Linked DNA regions of Rattus norvegicus: region 2 is linked to region 1. The links are chromatin contacts, called in public Hi-C maps. All regions are on one chromosome and are shown on one strand. The core of a region is the stretch at or near the end of the contact, and the rest is flanking DNA. Distances in the headings are between cores, read along the strand shown. Region 1 overlaps Utrn (utrophin). Region 2 holds the start of Utrn (utrophin).

Region 1 (3,871 bases), core at 985-3,484:
AGTCTTCAGAACAGGCTAGTGGTACATTTTGCTGGGACTTATCATTCCATCTTTTTGGGACTTTAAAGTAGCTTCAATTCAAATCATGATGAATGTCACGTCCAGGGTGTACTGGCTGGTTTTGTGTGTCAACTTGACACAAGCTGGAGTTATCACAGAGAAAGGAGCCTCTCTTGAGGAAATGCCTTCATGAGATCCAGCTGTAAGGCGTTTTCTCAATTAGTGATCAAGGTGGGAGGCCCCAACCCTCTGTAGGTGGTGCCATCTCTGGGCTGGTGGTCCTGGGTTCTATAAGAAAGCAAGCTGAGCAAGCCAGGGGAAGCAATCTAGTAAGCAGCACCCCTCCATGGCCGCTGCATCAGCTTCTGCCTCCAAGTTCCTACCCTGAGTGAGTTCCAGTCCTGGCTTCCTTTGGTGATGAACAGCAATGTGGAAGTGTAAGCTGAGTAAACCCTTTCTTCTAAAACTTGCTTCTTGGTGATGATGTTTGAGCAGGAATAAAACTTTGATTAAAGCACAGAGTCCCAAGCTCCACGGGGCAGTCTTTTCCTTCCACACTTCTTTCCTTACATCATTTCAAATTTCTTCTCTCTCTCTCTCTCTCTCTCTCTCTCTCTCTCTCTCTCTCTCTCTCTTTCTCCCTCCCTCCCTTCCTTCCTTTCTCTTTCTTTCTTCACTTCCTCTTTCCCTCTGTCCTTCCCTTCCCTACACCTTTTTGAGACAGGGTTTCTCTGTGTAGCTCTGCCTGTTTTAGAACTCACTCTGTAGACCAGGCTGGCCTCAGGCTTATTAAGATCCACCTGCCTCTGCCACCTGAATGCTGGGATTAAAGGTGTACACCACTATGCCCAGCCTGGCAAAGTATTTTTTCAACTTTTTCACAATTTTTTTCACAAAAAAAGTAACTAAAAAATAAAAAGTAACTAATGAATGTTTTCGGTTTACTAAAGAAATGAGTGGGGGGTGGAGAGATGGCTCAGTAGTTAAGAGCACTGACTGCTCTTCCAGAGGTCCTCAGTTCAATTCCCAGCAACCACATGGTGGCTCACAACCATCTGTAATGGGATCCGATGACCTCTTCTGGTGTGTCTGAGCACATCAACAGTGTACTCACATAAAACAAATAAATAAATCTTTAAAAAGACGTGACAGTAACACAGACATATATTTAATATGTCTAAAATCATATGCTCAGAAAACAGCTAGAGACAGTTGTACTGGAAAGAGATATAATAATATATTATTATAATATATTTTATTATAATACATTATATAAAATAATAGATATAAATATAATATAATGTTATGAGTGCAAAATCCCTCGTGTTGTCTCATGAGAATAGGAACACTAGGTTGAGATTTTTACTGTATTTACTAACTGGAGACATGGCTTAGCAGTCAAGAGCCCCTGCTGCTCTTCCAGAGGCCCCAGGCACCATGTGGGCACTGGGAATTGAATTCAGGACCTCTGGAGGAGCATCATCCAGTCCTGAACCATCTCTCCATCCCTTACTAGAATTCTTCATCATAACCTTCAGCTGCTTAACTCACAGGGAACGAAATCGACTTAAACCTTCACAGTTGTTGAATTGTTTCCTTGATAAAGGGTGAAGAGCTTGATCATATTAAATGATACGGATCTAAAGCTGTCTTTTACTAGTAACCACACATGGTTATACAGAAGCTAAAAGCAATTCACTCAGCAGAGGACACTTATAGGTCTATACTCTGTATGCTTCATGCTGCCTATCTTCACAAGCAGTTGTCTTCCTCTTATCTTTGTAAGATACAAGTGCTTGTTAATTGGCCCCTGAGTCCACAAAGTTTCAGAGCCCCAGAGTCCTGAAAGGCAACCCATACTGCAGTGGGTCCTGGTCTGGTATTTCGAAGAGGTATAGAGGAAAGGAGACAGTGGTTGCTTAAAGGGTTAAGAAGAAACTCTTGCTCCTGGGTGTACTGTTCATTTATTTATGACCTCAGGCAAACCTGGAAACAGTTCTAAAAGGAACTGTGTTTTATCCTTTTATCCATTTAACACCCCCGGTCAGTTACCTTGTATTGCCCAGAAAGATAGCTGCGTAGTAATGTTAACGAAAAACCACTAATTTGTGAATCCGCTGCTCTCTGTTACACATTTCCAAACAGAAATAAGCCTGCTTAAGACTGTTGCATGGTGTGTAAAACACGGTCCTTTGGACTCTCTAGCTTTCAGAGTCTGATTTGCATGTGGCTTCCCTCTAGGGAGACAGCAAAGCTGTTGGGAAATGTGTCCTGACTTTGAGCCTGCATTTTCTTTGGCTCGCTTTCAGAGCTGCTCATCTGGCAGAGCCGTGAGCCTACAAATTACAGAAGCTCTTTCATCGGTGCGGTCAGAGGAAGAATCTGCAAACTTGAAAATGCAGAACGTTACGCACAGTTCTGCTTTCCTCCTATTAAAGGGCAAATTCCCATAGGTTTCCATTGCAGACTTGAAGTTTAAATCCACTGGACAGGAGGCAGGCCAGTGAAGCGTTGGTTCTGGATTCTGGTGTGAGTTGCTGCTCACGTGCAGTTCCCCTATACACAACATGGGGCGTGGATGTGCGTGCCCTGCTGTTTTCTGCTCCTTGAAATTGGGAGTTAACAGTCATAAAAATAGGATCTGGAAACAAAGTTGCTGCAGAAGGTGTGGTCGAAGCAACTGGGAGCAGCATCCCCCAGGATGGTTCATCTCCCCGGGAATATTGTCTGAGCCACTGCAGGCTTCCTTGAGCTGAACCATGCATTACCCTTCGGCTCTGATGCTCATTTCATGTCACCACAGCTAATTTTAGAACTGTGTGTAGTCTTCTTAAAAAGATATTTCAATACTTATTAATTCCCCAATACCAATGAGAAATAAACAATAAAATGTTGTCCACATTCTTGACCACCATGTTTAGGATACTCTGGTAGTTCTTTTGTAAGCTAGCTAGCTTCCTTCCTTCCTTCCTTCCTTTCTTGCTTGTGTTCTTGCTTCTTGCTTCTTCTTGCCTAAATTCTGATTTTTTTAATGAAAAAAAAATTAGGTTTTGTTTCATTTTGTGTGTGTATTTGTGTGTGTGTGTGTGTGTGTGTGTGTGTGTGTGTGCTCACATGACATGGTATACATGGAAATCAGAAGGACAATGTGTGGTATCACTTCTTCCCTTTGACCATATGGATCCTGGGGACAGAATTAGGGTTTTCAGTCTTGGCTGAACATGACATTAAACTATTAACTGGCCCCATATGACATTTTTCAAAATGACACGTTCATTTAATATGTGCACTTGCATTCTTGTCACAGAGTTCACAATTCCTTAAGAGACTCACTGTTGACTAACCCTGTATTTCATTTGAATGTGGCCCTGCCCTACTTGGTTATTACCTGTCATTCATTTATGATGCAGCATAGCTATAGACAGACAAGACTCATTTCCCTGGTGTAACGTTTTAGAAAATTACCAGCGCTGCACAGGCCAATTCAGATTTTCAACTTGTCTCAAGCAGGAAGCCCTGCCAGACAGTGAGTCTTGGTTCCTACATGGTCATGCTGTGCTGGCACGGAGCCTGGGGCACATGCTCACTCTCCATGTATGATAGGTGCCCATCAGACATGCTTCTCCTTATCTTGTCACCACAGGCATGACATCTGCTCCCGACAGCTGCCTCTACCTCTCCGCTTGCTTGGCAACAGTTGTTAGCATCTTTGCCCAGATGCTTTTCAATGAAGTTGCACTCATGTCTAGGAAATAGCATTGATGTTGCAGTTCTCTTGTCAAAATGGTGGACCCAGGCCTGGTATTGAGTTTGTCCACAGACAGACTAGTGGAAAGGGGTGGGAGCAATTTAGTCAGTCCAGGACAACAGC
Region 2 (3,871 bases), core at 869-3,368, 120 kb before region 1:
ATACATCATGTACACACACACACACACACTCCTACACACACACTCATACACACACATTCATACACTCTCTCACACACATTCACTCTCACACACACATTCACACACTCATACACACACTCATACACACACTCATACACACACTCATATACACACTCACTCATATACACACACACACATTCACACACACACTCATACACACACATTCACATTCTCACACACTCATACACACACTCGTATACACACTCATATACACACTCACATACACTCATACATACACTCATACATACACATTCACACTCACACACACATTCACTCTCTCTCACACACACTCATACACACACACTCACACACTCATACACACACACTCATACAAACGCATTCACACACTCTCACACATACACTCATACACACACACTCGTATACACACTCACTCATATACACACTCACATACACATTCATACATACACTCATACACACACATTCACACTCACACAAACATTCACTCTCACACACATTCACTCTCTCTCACACACATTCACTCTCTCACACACACACTCATACACACACTCATACACACACACTCATACAAACACATTCACACACACTCTCACACACACTCTAACACACACACTCATATACACACTCACTCATATACACACTCACACACTCACACCCATGCACTCACACCCACACACTCATGCACACACACTCACACACTCTCACACACATTCACACACTCTCACACACACATTCACACACTCTCACACATATATTCACACTCTCTCAGACACACATACATTCATACACTCATACCCATGCACTCACACTCACACCCACACACTCATGCACACACATACTCACACACTCATATACACACTAACACACACTCACACCCACGCACTCACATGCACTCACACTCACTCACACCCACACACTCACACCCACACACTCATGCACAGAGAGAGAGAGAGAGAGAGAGAGAGAGAGAGAGAGAGAGAGAAATTTAAAGGTTAGCACCGACGTTATTTGTGTATATGCACATATAAGGACACTTGGGGTTGTTTAAACAGCATTTAAAAAAGATGCTAAGAAAATTGTATAAAATAAATATACCCTTGGATTTAGAACCGCAAACTCAACAACCTCAGTAAACAGAAATGGGATGAGTTGGCCAGCAGGTCGAGATTTATTTAAAATAAAAACTAAAAGAAAAAAAAAAAAAAGCACTCGGTTAACAGACACCTAGTGTGCCTAGGGGGGCGTGACACCCATTTTCGGACAATTTGAATAAAAGGCACGGTGCGTGCGCATGGTGCCTACTCCAGCTTCTGCCTTCCAGCATGCACGACTGGTTCCGGGATTCCCGCACCGCGCACCGCACGGAGCGGGCGGCTGCGGCTGGGAGGGCGCTTAGGGCTAGTGCTGATTGACCGGGCGCGCGGTCAGGTGACCCGAGGCGCCACGTTCCGGGAGCCCGGCTCCCAGTGGCTTCCCAGGCCCGGGCAGGGCCGAACCCGGAGCCTAGGGGGACAGGTCTCTCCCGGAGAACAAAGTTGCTGGGCCGGGGCCCCGAGCCCGGGGCGCGCGAGCGGCTAGGCGTCTGATCCGACCCGTGGGATCCACGGCTCCGAGGCTGGGCGGTCCGTGCTGAGAGAAGCGAGCTCCTTCCCGGGTGGCGGGCCGACCCAGCAGCGCCCCACCCTCGCTCTCCAACAAAGGGGCAGGCGGCGGCCGGGGGAGGACCAGGAGGAGGAGCCGGAGCAGCGAGCAGCTCTCGCGCACAAAGTTGTGGAGTCGTCCTTCCCCGGAGGAGGGGAGCGGGCAGCGCCGGGCGCGGGATTTCTCCCGCCCAGGGCCGAGGAGGAACCTTGGGCTCCCTCAGCGGATCCGGCGACCTCCGGGAGAGGCGTCCCTTTTCTTTGGGGTCATTCCTGTAGAGGGAAAACTCCAGCGTGCGCCTGCCCCCCGGGCTAGCGTTTGGACTGTTTTGTTTTTGGCGGAACTACCGGGCAGGAAGATTGCACAAGTCAGGGGGCGTTTCCAATCGGGTGTCAATTTTGGATCCCCCCACCCCCTTTGGATTTTGTCGGGCTTTCCACGTTTCATTAAAAAAAAAAAAAAAAGGAAAACCAAAATTCTCCTAAGGTCCAACGCAAGCTCCCCACTACCCGAACACGCCCAGAGGAACCCTGGGGCCTCTGGGACTTGGTTAGCAGGTAAGCCCATGCATTATTGAAGCTTCGGGCTGGGTAATGTGACCGCAGTCCCGGAGGGAACGGGGCGGGGGCTGAAAGGAAAGGAGGTGGGTCCTTTCTGCAGTTCCACCGCCTGGGTCCCGAAGTAGCTGTTGCCAACTTCTGCACTTTCCCTGGAAGCTCTGCGTCTTCTGACTGGGCGGGAGAGAGCTGGGATGAGAAGGTGGGAATCTGTACTGGTCGCCAAGGTCTCAAATTCCTAGGTCTAGTTTAGCGCTGTTGTCTTGTCCCTCCCTTGAGAGGAGAGGGTGCTGTCGCCTGTCTGTTTATCGCCCCAAGCAGGGCAGCAGGACTAGCGATCTTCAAGAGGGGACGTGGCCTCTTTGGAGAGCTTGTCACACACCTCCGGTTCCCGGGAAGGCGGGGCCCGGGCGGTGTCCCGGAGGAGAGGGTGGGGAGGGCGGCTGTATAGTGGGAGGGTTGGGGAGCGCTTTCTAGCCGGCCTCCAGGCTGGGGGCGTGCTCGACCTCTCGGTAGTTGCCGTTCCTCAGGGTGGGGCCCCAGTGTGGCGAGGTGGCCAGCTCCCTGCCTGCAGCTCTGGAGAGACTGAGGGGTTAGGGATATCTCATTGGTGCGCAGTCCCGCGCGGCTGCCTGCTTTTCCGGACTCTTGGCATCCCTCACTGCAACTGACAAGGTAATTCTTGCCCCTCTTTGGCCTGGGTCTGAGGCTTTGCTTGCCCAAGGCCACTTTAAAAGCCAACAAAGAGCTAATTGTAAGCTGTGCAACTTTTAGAAGGCACTTTGTTCAAAGAGACTTTTCAAGTCCCTAGATTCCGACCGTGCGGCGTTCCAGGGTTATTTCAAGGGGAGGAGAAAACGTGTGTTACTCTTCAGAGTCAGGGACCCGCCTTTTTTAAACCCCCAAATTGGAGATCCTGGGTGTAATTCCGGGCTCCACTCTTTGGAGTCACTGAGGTAGCATCCTTTATTCGTCTTGCCTTCAGATACCTGGGTCACCAGTATCTGGAGAGGTAGGCTCTCCATGCATTTGAGTGGGAGGGTTTGCCGCGGCCAGAGCGCACGAATTCCGGAAGAGATAGGATCTCCAGGGTGGCGCGGTAGCAGCCTCATCTATTCCGTTGGAACTTGCCCTGGGCCTCTGAAGTCAGGCTGGACCCGCGGGGGCTGGCTGCTGCTGGGCGCTGGGGACGCAGCCTGCAGATTACACTGGTGCCTGCCTGTAAGAACTGGAGGAATTTGAAGCTCGTGGGTCGTTCAGTCCCGAAGACAAGGCAGTGAGGGGCATAGGCCATTCCCGCTGAAGCGCCCCGCCCCCCACCAGCATTTATGAGACCTTCGAGATAGCTCTTTAACCAAAAATTTATTGCGCCCGTAAACAGCATTAATCACAGTGGCATTAACCTTTCCTGGAGCGCTTCTAGTGTGAATGAATGGCAGTTCTTGGCACTCAGCGGTCTCCTTTACAAGCAGAATGGCAAACTTGTTCCTCGGCTTCCCTCTCCAGCATTCCTAGCTTTTGACCACTTGTGAGTGACTAGTGTTTGCAGGACTTAGCTTTTCTTCACAGCTGCTTGATTGAATATTCCTTTATGATGACACCTTTTGAATGTTGCAGATTCTTGAACTTTTGCCTATAAAGCCACCAACCCTGGC

Evidence for each region. Hi-C and Micro-C count contacts between places; a contact is called where the count stands out from the background.
Region 2: a Hi-C map of kidney shows a contact between it and region 1, with 2.2 times the contacts expected there. The contact joins the promoter of Utrn here to the enhancer-like site in region 1.

The regions. Positions count from the first base shown.
Region 1 is chr1:8,923,249-8,927,119 of GRCr8, reverse strand. All of the region lies in intron 3 of Utrn (utrophin), which reads left to right. Among named protein-coding and RNA genes, the nearest start is that of Utrn, 120 kb to the left of the region's middle. Within about 2 kb of position 2,234, at least 9 of the 93 cell types and tissues checked have an H3K27ac peak or open chromatin away from gene starts, as enhancers often do. A contact at or near this core is called in kidney, where this site is marked.
Region 2 is chr1:9,042,734-9,046,604 of GRCr8, reverse strand. Utrn (utrophin) reads left to right here and starts at 2,118. Exons shown (of 75, transcript NM_013070.2): 1 at 2,118-2,216.